2 separate regions of the Capsicum annuum genome follow, and region 1 is linked to region 2. Evidence: chromatin contacts called from public Hi-C data. All regions are on one chromosome and are shown on one strand. The core of a region is the stretch at or near the end of the contact, and the rest is flanking DNA. Distances in the headings are between cores, read along the strand shown.

Evidence for each region. A called contact is a pair of places that touch in the nucleus more often than the background predicts.
Region 1: a Hi-C map of leaf shows a contact between it and region 2, with 2.9 times the contacts expected there. The contact joins the enhancer-like site here to the promoter of LOC107870982 in region 2. A contact is called at or near these places in 4 of 5 Hi-C or Micro-C datasets (bud, leaf and placenta).

The regions. Positions count from the first base shown.
Region 1 is chr1:19,526,484-19,531,417 of UCD10Xv1.1, forward strand. No RefSeq gene overlaps it. Among protein-coding and RNA genes, the nearest start is that of LOC107870976, 17 kb to the right of the region's middle. Within about 2 kb of position 2,673, at least 2 of the 5 cell types and tissues checked have an H3K27ac peak or open chromatin away from gene starts, as enhancers often do. A contact at or near this core is called in leaf, where this site is marked.
Region 2 is chr1:19,468,623-19,473,152 of UCD10Xv1.1, forward strand. LOC107870982 (probable inactive shikimate kinase like 2, chloroplastic) reads right to left here and starts at 3,226. Exons shown (of 8, transcript XM_016717721.2): 1 at 2,868-3,226; 2 at 562-749; 3 at 292-486. The coding sequence starts at 3,098.

The DNA.
Region 1 (4,934 bases), core at 1,423-3,922, 57 kb after region 2:
GTGTATAACCAATAAGCTAATGTATAATGTTAACATATACAATGGTTAATAAATATTAAATTAGGCTAAAATATGAAATCTGATAATACAATAGTTAAGTAAAAATTTGCATTAATGTTACAAAGTAATGTGTAAGGGTTCATTATACATTTGAAATTTAATTGTATAATATTTAATGAGTAAGTTCTATTAATCGTACAATTAATGTATAATAATTTATTATACATTGGATATAAATACAAACTTTTTACTCTATCATTGTAACGTTTTATGCTATAGTAATATACATGTAGTGAAGCGTTTGTATGGATCAACCAATTCAATGTTACAATATCTTCATACAATATAGTTTCATGTATAAGGTTACCAAATTTTAAATATTATTAAACATGTATGTGTAAACCTTATACAATTAATAATATAGTATTAATACATGTATAATGAAATCTTATACATAAAATCATACTGTCAAAACAAATAAAAGACAACCTCATACAACAGTTTCATATGTATGTGCAAACCTTACACAAGTAATAAATATAATCTAATACTGTTTCACGTGTATACGAACACCTTATACAATTCACTATATAATCTTAACAATTGTATAATGAAATCTTATGTATAAAATAGTGTTGCTAATACATATTTTAATAATAACTAAACCTTCGGCAGACATGATCGTCCAGAACCATCAACCTTTTTCTTACTTGACGATATTGGAGCTTTCTTGTTTGAACTTGAACCGACAACTTTCCTCAATTTCTTCATTGTTACTGGATCGTTTCGGTGCTTCGAATGATTCTCTGTGAAATTGGGTTCTTCATAATCAAAAGAATCAAGAACAAAACCAACAATGAGAATAACAGTACGCGATCAGATTCCATTGCAAAAAAGTTTATACTTTATGCGTTAACCAATTTAAAAAATTAGCAAATAAAGCAAAGATCCGACTTTTAAGACTATGAAAAAATACAAAAAAAAAAATCAACTTTCATAATGGTATTGACTAACAAAAGCGGATACTTTGATAAGTACCTACATGAAACAAAGTTTAATTCAAATCCAAATTTGATTTGGTAAAGTTGAAAAAAAAAACCCTTAATTTGATTTGGTAAAGTTGCAAAAAATCGGATACATGAATTTCAAATTTCAACTCTCACAATGTTATTGAATTACAAAATCGGATACTTTGATAAGTACATACATGAAACAAAGAAAATTCGAATCCAAATTTGATTTGGTGAAGTTGTAAAAAACCCTTAAAATTAAATGAAGAAGTTGAACTTTGTTTAGTTAATTATTGATAACTGGACAATTTGAAATTTCTCAGATCACGTTAGTTTGATTGTAGGCATAAATAAAGGAGCACAAATATCAAGCAAAAATCAATGCACTAAAATAGGAGCAGAAAATACTATTTTGATATGTATGAGGGGGATGAGAGAGAGAGTAAATTTAAGTGATTGAAGTAATTACTTTGGGATTTTTGTAATTTTTTTTACAATATAGAATTTTATGTAATAAGGTAATATTACCTTGTATATATGTAATTTTTAGCTTTATAATCCACATAAATATTGTACTCTTTGTTTCATATCAATTGGTCCCTATAGACTTAGCACACCCATTATGAAATTAATAAATAGAGATACATTTTATATATTTATCCTTGTATGCATTTTAAAGTACAATAATCAATGAAATGATTAGACATTGAAATTTGGTACATATTACTCGATCTCATGCATCACATGTAGAACATTAAGTATTTATAACCAAAACTAGTAACAATTATTTAATTTTGATTTTGAAAATTTAGATCATGTATGCACCATTCAATAATTTTGAAAACTGTGGATGTATTTAATATTTCTATAAAGGGTAAAATGGAAAACATATGTATAAAATACTTTTGATTTTAGAACTTGGATAACTAAATTGAAACAAATATTTTCAGAAAGAAGTCCAACTAATACGAAACGGAGGAAGTAATATATGCTCCATTTATCCCAATTTATGTGACATACTTTTCTTGTCCGTCTCAAAAAGAATGTCATATTTTTTTATTTGACAATTATCTAATAATATTATTCCCATTTTGTTCTTACTGGGCCACACTTAATAAGGAACAACAACTAAAAAGTAAACATTAAAGTGACTTTAAAAGGAATAATTTTGTAAACTATACAAAGTCATTATTTATTTCTTAAATACCATATTCGATCAAAAAGTGAAAAATAAAATAGAACAAAAATATAAAATAACGAATTTTTAAAATTCACTTTTCATAGTTAGGTCATTTGTATGAAAACAAAACATAAATATTTTCTCCCCCACATTAAGATAGTATACTCGATAAGTTGTCAGACGTAAATTAAAACGAAATGAAAGGAGTATTTGATGGACTATCATATATTGTAGGCCCAGAACTCAAATAAGTAGTGTCATTTCTTGCTTTTTGACAAAGAGCATGGAATTGGAAAAGGGGAAATAATATAAAACCATTGGTGAGAAAAACAGAAAAAAAATTGAGAGAAAAATAAAGACAAATTGTGACCAATGAGTCCTAGACACCTCATAGTTAAGATCTATTCAAAAAATAAACTGTTAATGTGTATTGATTTGACTCATTTCCAAAAAGTTAATGGGGTCTTGTCAAAAAAGTAAAATAAAATCTGAGCATAATTTTCAATGATATGTTCTCATAAGATATGTTAAGCATTTTCTATAAGGTTCACTTTAGTAAAATTCTCTAGAAAGATTCACTATGTTTCCTACTTTTTTGGCAATTTTGTACTAGTCTTATGATATGAGGATCCTAAACCTATGGTAAAGACATTATTGGGAAAAAATAGTGTGTGACAATCTACTTTAAGTCATGTCTTGAGAAAAATAAGGAAAAATCACAACACTTTATTCTTGTTTTGCCAAGCATATATGGTCAAGTCTTGTACGAGCATGTTTTTTTTTAAAAGCATATATTACTTTTATCATATTTCTACAGTATAATTTTGTAATGAAGCGAATTCAGTTGCCTCAATACAATATATATGAGCATGCCATGCCAAATTTGAGGGGATATCTAGTAGTAGAAAATTGCATCCAAAATATTTAAACACAGTATATATTCCAATGTTTTATGTGTGTACCAGTAAATGGGTCCAAATGTATCTTACTTCAATGCTCAATTCTTGATATTATTGGGTCCAATGTTTTAATTTACTGCCATTTTAATTTGTGGCTCAGAGGTAGGGCAGTAAATGGACATACTGACCAACTTGTTCATTTATCAATCGCAAACCATGTCATCTAAAGATCTAAAGATCGTGATATCTATTTTCAGTGGCAGTAAATCCCCCCCCCCCCCCCCCCCCCCACCAACCACCTTTTTTTTAAAAAAAAAATAATTAATTGATTTTCTAACCTTTTTTTTTTTTTAATTTTCTACGCGATGTTTGATGCTCATAATTAATGACGGAGTTAAAATTTTTATTAATGAGGTTCAAAATATGAATATGTAAATATATAAACTAACCGAAGGGAGTTCAACATCTATCATACATACATAAAAAAATAATTTTAATCATGCATACATAATCTAATTTTTCACCGAAGGATGAAACCCCCCTAAGCCCAAGGTGGCTTTGCCCCTGCCCACAATTTAGATTAACGCCGGAAAGCTCTATTTTGGGAGGTAAAATTCGGCTTATCAAAGCTAAAGTCAGTTTATATTCAGAGTTTAAATATGAGACCCCTAATCAAAATGGAGAAGTACATATTGAATATGAGACCTCTGGTCAAAGATGGAGAAGTACATATTGCTCTACACCACAACTTTAGTTGTGATCTTTGAAGCTTGTATTGAAACATAAAGACCTTAATTCGTACATAGAACCACAATGTTTGTTACGTTGTTTCGAGTACTCATTCAAGAAACTAAATATAATGCCACTGCGTATACATTAATTAAAGCATAACTCATATTTGTGCAAGATTCCTCCTTGGATCTCTACCTTAATTTATAACAAATGCCTACGTAATAGCAGAGAAATAGCATGTTAATTAGTTAGAAGAAAACTTAATTAATTAAAGAAATAGCATGTTAGTTAGAAGAATAATCAAAGAAAAAACGTAATTGCTGACAAACTTGGATGCTTCCAAGATACAATTTCTTATAGAAATTAGAAATATTTGGAACCCTAATTTTCATTACCAAGGAATGGTTGGCACTTGGCATTGATCCATTACTCCAATTATATTGTATTGGTATTCAATAATCCCCCTGCCTTACTCTAATTTTGATTTATAACTTTTATAGATAACAGCTTTCCTTTGCCTGACAGACACAAACTAATATTGTCACTCTTATATTTCTTTTGTTCCAGTTGGTGGTGACAAATTAAATGGATGGATTGTATCGAATTTAGGTGGATTGAAAATGAATTGAGTTAAAATGGATTGTATTGCAATCAATTCATTTGAAGATGATTGGTTTTTCTCCTAAATTCAAAAAATTTAAGACCTTTAACCGAGCTAAGTAAACTTAGCTTTAACAAACAAACCAAAAAAGATTTACTTTAAGGGTGTGTTTGTATTAAAGAAAATATTTTGAAAATTTCTCATGTTTGATTTACTTAAACGTTTTTATACAAAATAATTTTCAAATGAACTTATTTTACTCTAATTTAAGGAAACTGACTTTCTACGTAAAGAAAAACATTTTCAAAACTCTCTTAACCTCACCACAGCCTAATCCACTTAGACTCCATATATCATCAACCCCTGACCCCCACCCCTCGACCTACCACCCCCGCTCCACCTTCTACTCAGGCCCATACCCTCTCCCCTAATCCACCACTCGCTCCTCCTCTCTACCGCCTCAACCTCTGCCTTTCTTTCACCCCGCCCACCCCCACCCCTCTGCTCAGGAT
Region 2 (4,530 bases), core at 1,976-4,475:
AAAGTGCGGCAAAGAGCAAAGCCGGTGCAACGTACTTGGAAAATGGAAATGTGCAAAAATCTCTATTTATTTCAGTGCACATCCTTACTGCTGGTCTTGTAGTGAAATTCTTTTACTTACCTTTCGAAAAGCTAAATCTCTTTTATTTTCGGGGATTGGGGGTTTACAAGTTTTTGAAAATTTGAGGGGAAAATACTAACAAAAGAAATGCTAGGCAGTGGATGCTAGCACCTACACCCTCTAGCACTATATGCAGCACTATCTTTTCCTGATGAAGAGTGAGAAACGTACCCTAGTCCAACAGCCAGTTCTCGAGCAATCCTCTGGTTGATTTCAGTCGATTCACCAACTAAATATATTGATGTTCCTCTAAGGAGTTGTGTAATTCCAGCACTTAGGGACTCCCAAGATTCCACAATGTCAGGCCATTTCAACTCGGAATTTTGCTTCTTCAAGCTAATAACTAATTGATCTTCATCTATGTACCTACACGACACAACTTATTTCAACAAACACTGAACAAGACTAACAAGTTCAGTAAAATAAGGAATTTATGTTTACCATATTGTTTCTGCAGGCTTTATTTTCTCATACAGAGTACTGGTATCCATGAGAGCCCGAACGATTCCAGATTGCTGTATCCTAACTGCTAATGAGCTCTCATTTGCATCTACATGTATGTCCGTAGGAGTTATTTCTCCCTGCCCAAGTTCTAATCTCAACTCCACCTCAGAGGAGCCATCTGAAAACTGAAATAAGTTTCACAATTTGGTTGGTAAAGAAAAGCAAACTCATTCTGAATAATAGTAAAGTTTACAGGGATCTGATACTATCTTAAGAGTTTACTACAAAAGTACAAAGAACAAAATCACAGTCACTATTATGTTTTTGGATATATTGCATGCTTTACAGATCACCTTATCAAATCAGCAAAAGTATTTTTCACATATAATATGCACTCTTTTGGGGTGGCTTGAGTTTGCATAGCTGAAATAGAGGGTGCAGAGATGGATGTGTGGCCATATTAGGAGATATAAGATTATAATTGAAGCTATGCGGGACAAGAAGAGAGTGACTTCGATAGAGGACAAAATGTGGGAGGTGAAACTGAGATAGTTTGAGCATGTGAAGGGAAGGTGCATAGAGCCCTAGTGTGGAGGTGTGAGAGTTTGGCCATGGATGATTTCAGGTGAGGTAGAGGTACACTGAGTAAGTATAGGAGAGAGGTAATTAGACAGGATATGATCCAGATGCAGCTTATCGGGGTCATGACCTTCGCTCGAGAAAATATGGAGGATATGGATTAGGATAGACTCTTAGTGGGTAGTTGAGTATTGTGTAGCTTATTCGGTCATACTAGTAGTGGTAGTAGTACTCTCGTAGTTTCTTTTATTCGATTTATTGTTTATTTGTAGTTCGATTATTCTCCTATTTTGTTGTAGTTATTGTTCCTTTTCAGAATGTTGTCACGGTCTTAGTATTCTACTATGGCTTCTTCCTTTTTCTTAACCTGTTTTGTTATGCTTTTGTTGAGCTGAGGGTCTATCGGAAACAACCTCTCTACCTTCCAAGGTGGGAGTAAGGTTTGCGTACACACTACCCTTCACAGACCCCACTTGTGGGATTTACTTGGGTATGCTGTTGTTGTTCTTGTTTAAGACTCTTCATTCAAAAGTCTATTGCTATTTCCTTAAATTTCGTGCCAAATCAAAACTAGACAATCAAATTGAAACTGCAGGAGTATACTAAATCAATATCTGGTACTATTTGATTGAACATAATGGTAAGTTGCACATGGCAGTAGCAAAAGGTAAGTGAACAAGTTCATGTACTTAATGAACACAAAAAATTACTCCATCCATTCATTTACTTGTCACATTTAGTTTTAGTAAAGTCAATTTGACTAAATTTCAAAGTTAAAGTGAAGTAGATTAATCTAATATTTCAAATGTAAAAGTTTGATGTTCGAAAACTATACCAAAATGCTATATTCCCTCCATCTCATTTAAGTTGGGCACTTTTTATTTTACACGATAATTAAGAAATCATAAATTGAACGACGAATTTTACTATTTTATCCTTTACCCATATAAATAATATTCATTTGGCATATGAATGTACATTTAAATGGTAAGTGTTTATATTTAATGTATATTAATTGTAAGAGTAAAAATAAAAAAAATAATTACTCTTTCCGTTTGCTTTTTCTTGTCACAAATTTTCTAATTGTATTTCTATTTTTACTAGTCATTTTTGACATAACTAGAAAATACAACTTATGTTTCCTATTTTACCTTTCGTATTAATTATTTTTTCTCCAAATTAATTTCAACACATAATATAAACATTATTTAATACTAAAAATTACAAAGACCTACAATTTAAGTTTCACTTATTACAAAAAATCCATCTCTCTAAACATATTACAAAAATCTCATTTTTAAGTTAATACATATACATAGCTTTCTATGTAATATGTCAACTTTATTATGTATATGAATCGGCCTTGTTATGCATATATCGGCCTTGTTATGTATATGTTGACCTTGCCATATATGTATATGTCGGCCTTGTCATGTATATGAATCGGGAGAGAGAGTAAAACAATTAAGGAAGTGGGAGAGAGTGTAAATAATTCTAATAAGATTGAGATTTATGTTATTTTTACTACTATTTAATATGATAAAATAGTCACGTTATTAATTATTTTTCTTATTGGAGTGTCAAGTTAAATAGTGAAAAGTAAAAACAAAAGGATGAAGTAATTCTATCAAGTGATCAACTAATATGAGACATTTAAATCAAAGTTGATGTAATTTGACTCTCGAAAAGTGAAAGATGAGCAGTAAAAGTGAAGAAGGGAGTACCTCGTAGTGAGTGTTATTGGTGGAAGCAGTAGGAAGATTACTACAGTAGTGAATGGGATTGATTTTCTTGAAACTGTTGTAATCCAAACGGGGAGTTGCTGAATAAAAGCACGTAATAGAAGGAAATGTGAGCTTTGGAAAAGGAGAAAAACTCTTTGGAATTGAGAGTGGAACTTTAATGGTATTTCTGGTGAGGAAACTGAGACCCACTGAAGAAGAAGAAGAAGCCATGTTTGCTTCTGGTTCTTACTGAAGATTGGAGCAGATAAGAAAATGTTTTTTTTTTTTTTTTTTTAAAAGGAAAATATACAGATAGCTCCCTTAGTTGGATCTAGTTACATATTGGACCATATAACAGTATATCTTCAAATTTATCTCAATTTTAGGGTTTATTAAAGTTTAAACATAAATATAATTACATTAATTTAACATTCTCTTTCCCAATTTATATGGTACAATTGAAATTTTAAAATTCAAGCTTCAAAACCGTGATATAAATTCGGACACAGAAACGTAAGTTTCTTGAAATAAACTTTATACATTTGAAAACTGCATAAAAAATATTGTAAACTACAATAATTAATAACTTAAAATAGCGATGAAAAATCTGTCTCAATTTATATGGTGTTACTTTGGTATATTAGTTTTGCTTTACTTCTGTAAACATAAATTCAATTGCGACAATATTAGGGAGACTAGTTAAGTTTACTAATTTATGATTTCAGTTTGTCATACTAAAAATTACACAAAGCCACAACTTAAGTATTACTTATTACATAAAATCCCAGCTCTCAAAACATCTTACAAGAATTCTACTTTTTCAATTACTCTCTCTAAAAGTACATATATATAACTTTACTAATTTTTGTACAACTTGTTCTCCTTGGAAGAAGCCTAAAATCAAGGGTCATTATGTAGCGGCTACTATTCTTGATTCATTACCATGTTTGATGCGGCTTTGGGCTGTAGGTGACAAAATTTTTTTAAAATGAGGTGTAGGTGACACAAATCTTAATAATTGAGTGGAAGTGATAATTACTTAATTATGGATTAAGAAAGTTTGGAAAATTTCAAAATAACCCACAAGTTTTTAAATTTATATTTTGATCCAAATATTAGTTAATATAACGAGAAACGAAGGGAAAAAAGGTGCATTTTTCTCTCTTCTCATCCGTTATTTTCTCTCTCTTCGCAATATTTGTTGTTCATTATTGCTGCTGCTTTATTCACCATCTTCTGATTCATTATCATCATCTTATACTTCATTATCATCTTCATATTCTTCTTATTGTTGTTACAACAACTGCTGCTCTTTGATCAATTTTTTATGTCAAATTTTATTTCGTACATCACTTTCAACTTTGACATTTACTTGAGAGAAGACTTTGGTAAGTCAAATTATACTTTTTAATTGAATTTGTCATTTGAGTAACTGATAGTATGCTATTTTTTCAACAATAGCTAGCACGCGAACATGAATGCAACATAAGAGCAATCTGTTTAAACAGATTCATCATTTGTGGCACCAAATAAATATTTTGTTGCAACAGTAGACTCATGCTGGATTCATGTTTATGGTTCTAGGTGCCCGTAATATGAATCGAATAGATGGGTATTCTGTTGCACCAGATTAGTTATCTGTTCCAACAGACAAGTAATCTGT